Regions from separate parts of the Mus musculus genome. Here region 1 is linked to region 2. The links are chromatin contacts, called in public promoter capture Hi-C maps. All regions are on one chromosome and are shown on one strand. The core of a region is the stretch at or near the end of the contact, and the rest is flanking DNA. Distances in the headings are between cores, read along the strand shown.

Region 1 (4,507 bases), core at 713-3,212, 280 kb after region 2:
GTTTGTGCTTTCTGGTCACATAGCACATCTGGAGCATCGGGAGGAGAAAGCAGAGAGGAAGCAAGGGCCCAGGGAAACTGAGCATGCAGTGGGTGTGGAGGGAAGCGAGATGGAAAAGGATTGGTTCCCTTCAGAGTTTAAATTTACCAAACTATGCTAAAAAAGAGTTGCCCAGCTGGAGTCATGTCTGAGCAGTTAAGAATTCCTCCTCTTCCAGAGGACCCACGTCAGGAGGTTCACAACCACCAGTGACTTTGTCTTAGGGTTTTACTGCTGTGAACAGACACCACAACCAAGACAACTCTCATAAGGACACTTAATCGGGGCTGAGTAACAGATTCAGAGGTTCAATCCATTATCATCAAGGTGGGAGCATGGCAGCATCCAGGCAGGCATGGTGCAGGAGGAACTAAGAGTTCTACATCTTCATCCTCAGGCTGCATGCAGAATAATGACTTCTGAGCAGCTAGGATGAGGGTCTTAAAGCCCACACCCACAGTGACACACCTATTCCAACAAGGCTGCACCCCCTAATAGTGCCACTCCCTGGACCAAGCATATTCAAACCATCACAGACTCCAACCCTAGGGGACCCAATGCCTTCTTCTGGCCTCCATGGGCACACACACACACACACACACAAAGAGAGAGAGAGAGAAAGAAGGAGAGAGAGTTAGAGAGAGAGAAGCTTTATGAAGGAGATGCTGTGCACCTGGACACACTGTACTGTACTGCGAGGGGGTGGGCAGGTGGATGCAGGGCTGTGGGTATCCAGCCCTGTATCTTCTTCACAAGTAGTGATGTACTACTCACGTTAAGTAAATGGGAAGCAGAAAAACAGGTTTAACATAGCTGGAGACTTTCACATTATAAAGGCTAGTGAGAGCATCTGGCCTCCCTCAGCTCATTTTTCCTATGTGTTTGCCTCCCTTCAAGTCCCTGAAATACAGCAATGTCAAACTGGGAGATTTTTTTTTTAAGTATTTTCTTAAACACACACACACACACACACACACTGTTTTTTAAAATCTTCTAAAATGCAAATAAATAAATAAATTCATAAATAAGAAGACCTAAAATCCTACCATACTGATATAATTGCCTGTGTGTTGTTTCACGTCTAGGTTTTCTTAGTATGGGTGTGTGCAATTGTTTGTGTCGGTGCACATGTGCATGGGATAGACAGAGGTTGTCTTCATTATTTGTCCTCAACTGCTCTCCACCTTTTGTTTTTTGAAAAAGGGTTTTGGGGTGAACTTGAATCAGCTCCTGGACTGGACTAGACTGACTGGCGAGGGATGTGTCTTGTCATCCTGCGATGTGACCCATAAACGCTTTCAACATTCCTCTTTTAGTTCTGTGCGCTGTTTGAAAAGGAGGAAGCGTTTTGTTTTGGTTTGGTTTTGGTTTTAGCATTATTAATTTTGGCCTACTCCAATCACAATCATAACCCAACATTCTTCCCGCCTTGTTTTGTATTTCCAAAGATAATATGGTTAACTATGTTACATTTCATAAAAACCGTCCACTTTCCAAAACCCTTGGAGGCCAGTAGGATATGCATCCTACTTTTTCAAAGACACTGGAGGTCGGTTGTGCACGGTGGTGCAGCCTGTGTCATCCAGCATTCAATAAGGACAGGAGGATGAGAAGTTCAAGGTCATGCATGGCTACAGAGCGAGTTTGAGGCCAGTCTGGACTGTATGATACCCTACCTTTAAAAACAAAAACAAACAGACCCCCCAAATCCTTAAATAAAATACACTCCGGAAGAGTGGAGGCTTCGTAGGCACTTTGCATTCTCATGTCCAGCTGGTGTGTGCAGTTCTGTGGGTCTTCCCGGACCCCTCAGCACGCTCAGCTCAGACCTTTAGAGGCTCTCTCGGCCCCCGTAGACGCGCGCGACCGTGCTGGTTTCCCTGGTGACGGTTGCCAAGGCAGCACATGCCGGCGTCGGGAAGGGCGGAGGAAGTGCCCGCGGCCCTTAAGACAGACCCCGAAGCGCAGCCGCGGTAAGTGGAGGAAGGCTGAGTAGAGCGGGAGTCAAGCGAGGATCGAACCGGAGCGGATCAGGAAAAAGAACCGGGGGCTGAGCGGGGAAACTGAACCGGGAGCCGAGCGGAGCGGGAAACCGAACTAGGAACCAAGAGTGGAGCCGAGAGCGGGGAACCGAACCGGGAGCCGAGCGAGGACCGAGCCAGGGACAGAGCGGGAAACCAAACAAGGGGCCAAGTGGGGACCGGAACCGTGGCGAGAGTGAGGAACCGAATCGGAAGCCTAGAGTGGAGCCGGGAGAGGGGGATCGAACTGGGGGCCGAGCAGCGAGAAGCCAAGACTGGGAAACCAAACCATAGACCCTGCGAATGGCCTCTCCTTGGGGCCGGGCTGTTCCCACCCCTCCCTGGGCAGACTCGTGTTTTCCGCGCGAGGAGGGTTCGTGAGGCAGAGGAACGACCCAGCGACCTGCGTGGGCATGACTAGAAAGCAGGTCTTCTGCAGCTGCCACTCAGCACGTGGCTGCTGCCCTGACTTGACCCTCATTCTGGCTTGTAAAAACATACAGGATGGGGAGGTGGGATGGGCTGCGTGGGTGAGCTAGAAAGTGGCAGGCTGGTGAGAAGTGATGGGTGCTCAAGGCCCCATCCACCGTCCTGCGCACAGCTTTTCTCTTCCTTGGTCTTTTGAGTAGGGTTTCACTCTGTAGCCTGGGATGGCCTTAAAACTCACTAGAAGACCCATGCTGGTCCCAAATTGGTAATCATACTCACATTTGAAGCAGGACGGGACTGCATACCAACATCTTGTCTTAAAGAGAAAACAAAAGTTGTAAGCAATTAGGGTTATCTGTGGTTTTAAGGTAGTTTGTTGGTTACAAAGTATAGTTGTCTAAAAAAAAGGCCAAATTCTTTCATGTTTTTTTTATAAATATTCATTAAGCACCTACTGTGTCCTGTTGTAGCATGGCCATGAACAAAGTGGATGAAAATAATGATCCTGGTAGGCGTGTTGGTACATAGCCAGCATTTGAGAGACCAACACAGGAGCATTGCCAAGAGTTTGAGGCAAGCCTGGTCTACACAGCAAGTGCCAGGTCATCCGGCCAGCCCTTGCAGGACCCTGTCTCAAACAGCTAAAAATAAAGTTAAAGTGTGTGTCCTCTGGTAGTGTACGTACTAGTGGGAGGAAGCACAGTTGGTATGTAACGTGTGCTACAGGTCAGGAGCAAAGGTGAATGACCTGGGCAGGGAGATGGTGTTCTGTGAGTACAAGCAAGGGTTGGGACAGTTCATACTCACTAGCAAGTTGACTGGATTTAGAGCCATCTAGGAAACACTCCTCTGTGTGTGTGCACGAGTGCATGAGGGTGTCTCCAGAGAGGTTTAGCTGAGAAAAGAAGACCCGCCATCCCACGGAGCCCCAGACTGAAAGCAGGAGTGGAGCCTTCATCTGTCCGTGCTTCCCCACAGTGGACCCCCTGCAGCCGTCCACTTGTGGGTGCTGTCCTTCCCCAACATGGTGAGCTGTATCCTCCAAGACTGTGAGCCAACTAAGTCACCTTGAGTTGCTTTGGTCACACGTTTGCCCACAGCAATGGGAAAGGTAACTCATATACAGTGGGGACAGGGGCAGCGCTTGTCAGGAGCTCAGGGGAGTCATCCCAGTGGAAACCCATTGAATCCAGAGATGTCCAGGAGGCAACCAGAGAACACACGGAGACAAGAACTTAGAAGGAGCAGTCAGAGTGCAAGCTGTGAGCCCAAGGCACCCCTAGTGCTGACGCGGGAGGGGAGGGGCCCTGGCTTTGTGCTGAGGAGAGCATGTTGGACAGTGTCAGGGCCAAGTGTGTGAAGAACAAACAGGCTGTGGTATGGGGTGAGGCAGGAGCAGAGAGAGACATGAGTTATAAACTATGGTAATAGCCCATTGGGTGACGGTCGTTGGTCTAGGGGTTAGGTAGGTGTGTCCAGACTCCTGATGGTCTGTAGGACCAAAGGCCAAGAGCTAGTCGGTTGTGTCGGCCATGTTCTCATCTTCCCCTCAGAGCATGTTCACTACATCTGTGTGGTCAGGGCCTGTCTTCCCTGACAGACCGAGATCCACGTGGAAGAACAGATCTGTGTGCACTGCCTGTATGAGGTTAGCATCTGCTCAGTCAACCTCAGACCCTCTGTTCCCAGGAGTAAATGAGTCTGGGCCGACCGCCTGCTGTGCTGCTCTCCCAGGTGCCCCGCCCGAGCTGCTGTGGTTTCCTTACTGTTCCTGAATGGCAGCTCTCCACCAACACGGAGTCCTCCATCCCACACTGAGGCTCTGAGCAAGGGGCAGTATGTCTCAGTCAGCAGATGAGCTGAGGCTAGGCAGGGCGTAGGTGTCAGTCAATGAGGGCCCTGCGCTCTCACAGCGACTCCACTGTGCCAAAGACACTAGTTTCCCACACACGATACAGTGCTTGGCACACATTCTCACACTTAACTGCCCCATCCTCCCTGGGAAGGCCATAATTATT
Region 2 (4,539 bases), core at 366-2,865:
TACTCAGAAGAGCATAAAAGGATAAAAGAAAATTTCTGCATAAAGTAAAATAACTAGCTGTGCAAAAATTTAAAAGTCAAAAAGTGGCACTTAAGAGTTTCTGATCAGAAAGCTTTGAGGACAGGAATATTAAGTCAGTGCTATGCCCTCGATTTTTTTTTAACCCAGCTTCATTATGTGACCTTGGGAATGTCATATAATTTCTTTCATCCCTAGGTCTGTAAAATGGGTCAATTTTACACTGACAGCCAGAAAAATTGCTATGTATTTGATGTTCTCTGAAAGAAACTTGTCTAATTAGTATGTTTAATTAACACACATACAGAATTGTCTTCAAGAACCCAATTCCAAGAGAAATATTTAACCAGACGCTGAAGACAGATTTCTCTGAAGGGAATGGTTTTATAAATCTGGAAAACACTGTAACAAGATTAGAAATTAACAAGTTGATTACATAATCCTTGACAACCTGGGCTTCAGACTGCACCGATACGAACTGTGATAAGTTAGGGATCAATTTGGGACAGTGTCCCAATCCCTACAAAGAATCCAAACTGAGCCTTTTGACCCTGGACAGGAATCTGTTGGAAACTCAGCAGAAAGAGCTGTACACCTGTAGGTCCATCGCTTACTTCACCTTAAACCTGACAAAACACTTCAAGCATCCAGGTGGTTTCACCAAGGCTCCTAAGACTTGGAGAATACGCTCATTTAAACGGAAGGGAAAGTAAGAAACCTGACAGCCCAGAGGCCCTACAGCCTCTGACTTCTACAGTCTTAGGAACCCCGGAGAGAAATTCCCCAATGCATACACGACCCGAACTCACAGCGAAGCTCCTAGGTTGTAGCTGACCCCACTGTTTAAGAACATCACAGCTGGAGGAAGCCTAAGCTTAAAGGGCTGCCACTCTCCTGGCTCCCGAGTCCAAGCAAAAGGCAACAAGGTGTTTGTTTTTATTGCAAATGGTTCGGAAAGAAATCAACAGGCGATGTCTACGGAAAAGAACAGCGTCTCCTAACGCGAAAAAATCCGAGCAGTCCCCGGGGAGCCGCACCGCTGCCCCTTCCGCAGCCGAGCGCCCTTCTCCGTAGACAACCGCGTCCCCGAGCTATCGTGAGGCGGCGGCCGCCCGGCTCTGCAGCGGGACTCGCGGCCCACGGGGAAACTGAGGCCCGTGGATCTCGCGTCGCCCGGGGCCCGCTGCGGGCGCGGCGCGGGGCCGCGTCGACTCCCGCGCTGCCGCAATCCCGCGGCGGCCGCAAGGGCAGGGCCGGGCCGGGCTGCGCGAAGCCCGCAGGCCGGGCGAGCTCGGGGCCGGGGTGGTGCCGCGGGCCGCGTCCTCTGCGCAGGGCACCCCGGGCCGAGCGCGCAACTTACTTTCCGCCTGCGGCGGCGCCAGCCCAGCCCCGCTAAGGCGGCCGCTGAGGAGAAGCGCAGACCCGGCCCACGCTCCCGCGCCGCGCTCGCCCTACCTCAGCCGGCAGGCGGGCATCCGTCCGCAGCGGCCGCGGCGTCGACAACTCCCTCCCGGCCGCCGGAACCCCGCACCCAGGGCTAATCATAATACCGAGCGGGCGGCCGGGGGTGCGGCCGCGCTGCGCAGGCGCGGGCCTTGCGTCATCGTGACGAAAGCGATGGGGTGGGGTCTTGTGTGAGGGCGGGGCCTTGGGTCGGGCGGGGCGGGGTTAACCCGGCGCACCTGCAGGCCAGCTCAGGGTCTACTGGAGGGCGTCCTGGCCCTGGCCTGAGCACATCCTACTCTGGAAAGAATAGAGATTATGCAGAAGGAAGCGCCAGGACGATGGACAGCGGCAGCAGGCATAGCAGCTAGAGCTATAGCTTTCAGGGGATATTGGAAGAGATCTTGGGGCTGAGGGCAAGGAGCACATGCGCTTTATCCATCAATGTTCACCCTATCTCCCATCTAGCTTGAAGCAATGAGAGACAACAAAATTAATATACATATGCACGTGCATATATATATATATATATATATATATATATATATATGTGTGTGTGTGTGTGTGTGTGTGTGTGTGTGTATCATATATACACAAGCATGCATACACATATGCACATATATATATATATACATACACATTTCTTTACTTTTTCTTCTCTCTGGGAATACATTTGAAGAATTCTGTTGCTTTTGTTACCACTAAAGCAGAAAGAAGCAAAGCCCAACACCTGAATGCAGGCTTGCCTCTAGAGTCAAAAGTCACTGGCCAGGCCAGGCAGCCTCTGAGAAACAACGTGGAGAAGTACACAGCAGGCACTAACTTGGCTGTTCATGGTTCTGTTCCAAGATGACTCAGAAAGGGATGTTAGTGGTGGCAGGACAAGAGGGAGGGAACTCCCAGCTCTATCTCCTGGAAGGATAATGAGCCATGGAGACTAGTCCTCTGGGGCTCCTGAAAAGAAGCCAGGTGCCAGGTTTCTCTCCCCTACTTTTCCTTCTGTGTTCCTGCATCCACAGAAGAAGAAAAAACACACACACACAAGCAGAATGAGCTTCTTACATGTCCAAGCCTGACTCAACTGACTGGACAAAAAAATCTAAATGGCTTTTGCCATCTCTGTTGGTCAGAAAATGGCAAGTCTTCTTCCTTCCTCCCTTCATTTATTTATTTGTTTATTTATTTATTTATTTATTTATACTACAACATCCACTTCGCATGCCTGAAGATGGCTGGGAAGCAGAATGACTGGGAAGGTGGTCTCGATCTTCTGCTGAAATGTGTGCTTAGACCTTCAATTATCCTAATGCTTTAGCCCTGGGTGGCAAAGTGCACATAGGAAAACCCCAGCATTGGCCTCTGCTCACGCAGGCCCCACCTGACTTAGGATCATGAAAGGACAGTGTCATTTGACGTGGAAATGTTTTCTTTTTCTTTCTTCATGTCTCTCTTTCTTATTTTTTTACATGTGTGTGTGTGTGTGTGTGTGTGTGTGTGTGTGTATGTTCAACATCCATGTAGAAGTCAACCTGTAGAAGAGAAAGCTCTGTCTCTTTGTCTGACACCACATGGGTCCTAGGGATGGAACTCGAATTAGCAATCGAGGCAGCAGGCACCCCCACCTGCTGAGCCATCTTAGAAGCTCTGCCAGGGAGATTCTAATTTAGACACACATTGAGCAACCGCTCCTAACTAGGTCTTGCACAATCTGCTCTTTTGCTGAAAGACCTTTGCCCTCTGGGAACTGTCACTAGTCAGGGACACTGTGGCCAATGAAGGAATAAAAGCATCACTTATAATGGTCTCCCAAGGGAAGTCCAGTAGCCAAGTTTGTACCCCGAAAGAACATTCATAACATAGGACAGTGGCTACAGCACATGAGCCCTTGAAATGGGGTTTATGTTGCTATTGTGTAACTCAGACTCTGACCAAATCAATACATTGAAGTGAGTCAAATTTATAAATTGATTTCAATGAAATATGCTTTGGTTATCTTCCTGAGATGAACAGGCAGTGCTATCAGCCATTTTCTTATCTATAGGGTTTCCCTCAAGGCTGGGGTGATGCTGGGAAGAAGATGACCCAATTTTAGCCCCACACCTTCAATGTGTTAGTTAACATGATATGATTATGCTTGAGCAATATTTTAAAATATTTAAACACAAATTAAGGTATTATTACTCTACTTGGCTTTTAATCAAATTTGCTTAGTTTAATGAAGAAACCCCCTTCTCAGATCTTCCCCAAGGCTTTCTTTAATACACACTGGTTTCTTAACATTGGGTCTTTTTATGGACCTGCAAGAAGTCTTAATTAGATACATGCTACAAAATGACAGGATGGAGCTTGCAGCCTTGTGTTACAGTCTCTGATTCAGATCTCAAAAGCAACAAAGTAGCAACTATTTAAAGAAGAAGTCCTTTATTGGATGAAAATCAGGAAGAGGCAACAAATTAGATCAAGATGTGAGAGCCAAGCAGATTAGTGAAGAATCATCATTTGCTTCTTGACCCTAGAAAGCAGTGTGTTTAACAAGCTCACCTTATCCAGGCATTATTATTTTTTTCATCAGTTACAAAAAAAAAAAAAAGTTAAAAAAAGACATTTTTAAAGCAACAGATAGTGATTATCCACTAAAGTGAATATTTGAGTTATGATTGATTTTTCTTTTATATTTTCAACTCTTCATTTGTACATTAACACACTTCTAAATTTTCTACTGCACGTAAAAATTCTGGGTTCCTTCCAGTTCACAGAAATACTTCTTCACTGGCATGGCCTTAAGAGTTCCTCAAAGGCTGCCTTCTTTACAGTCTGGCATCAGTTAATCCCACTTCTCTTATCACAGATATGAATTGATGCTGTGACCATGTGTGTGTGCATGCATGAATGTGTGCATGTGTGTATATGTGCATATGTGCATGTGTGTGCACATGCATGTATCATGTATGTGTATGTGTGTGTGTGTGTACACTCATGCACACTCATGTGTGTGCACATGTGTGGGTGAGTACCTGAGTATGTTGTGGATTAGTTTGGTGCTCCTATCTATTTAAATGCCAAATACTTCATTCCAAG

The links. Promoter capture Hi-C pulls out the DNA fragments that hold promoters and counts their contacts.
Region 1: a promoter capture Hi-C map of liver shows a contact between it and region 2, with 3 times the contacts expected there. The contact joins the promoter of Ccdc13 here to the promoter of Snrk in region 2. A contact is called at or near these places in 3 of 39 promoter capture datasets (the C10 cell line, hippocampal neurons and liver), 3 of 484 Hi-C or Micro-C datasets (cerebral cortex and embryonic stem cells), 1 of 115 datasets of contacts at active chromatin or transcription factors (memory CD8 T cells) and 1 of 9 other capture datasets (adipose tissue).

Annotation. Positions count from the first base shown.
Region 1 is chr9:121,836,916-121,841,422 of GRCm38.p6, reverse strand. It overlaps Ccdc13 (coiled-coil domain containing 13), which reads left to right and starts at 1,962. Exons shown (of 16, transcript NM_028384.1): 1 at 1,962-2,012.
Region 2 is chr9:122,114,342-122,118,880 of GRCm38.p6, reverse strand. Snrk (SNF related kinase) reads right to left here and starts at 1,615. Exons shown (of 8, transcript NM_001357775.1): 1 at 1,474-1,615.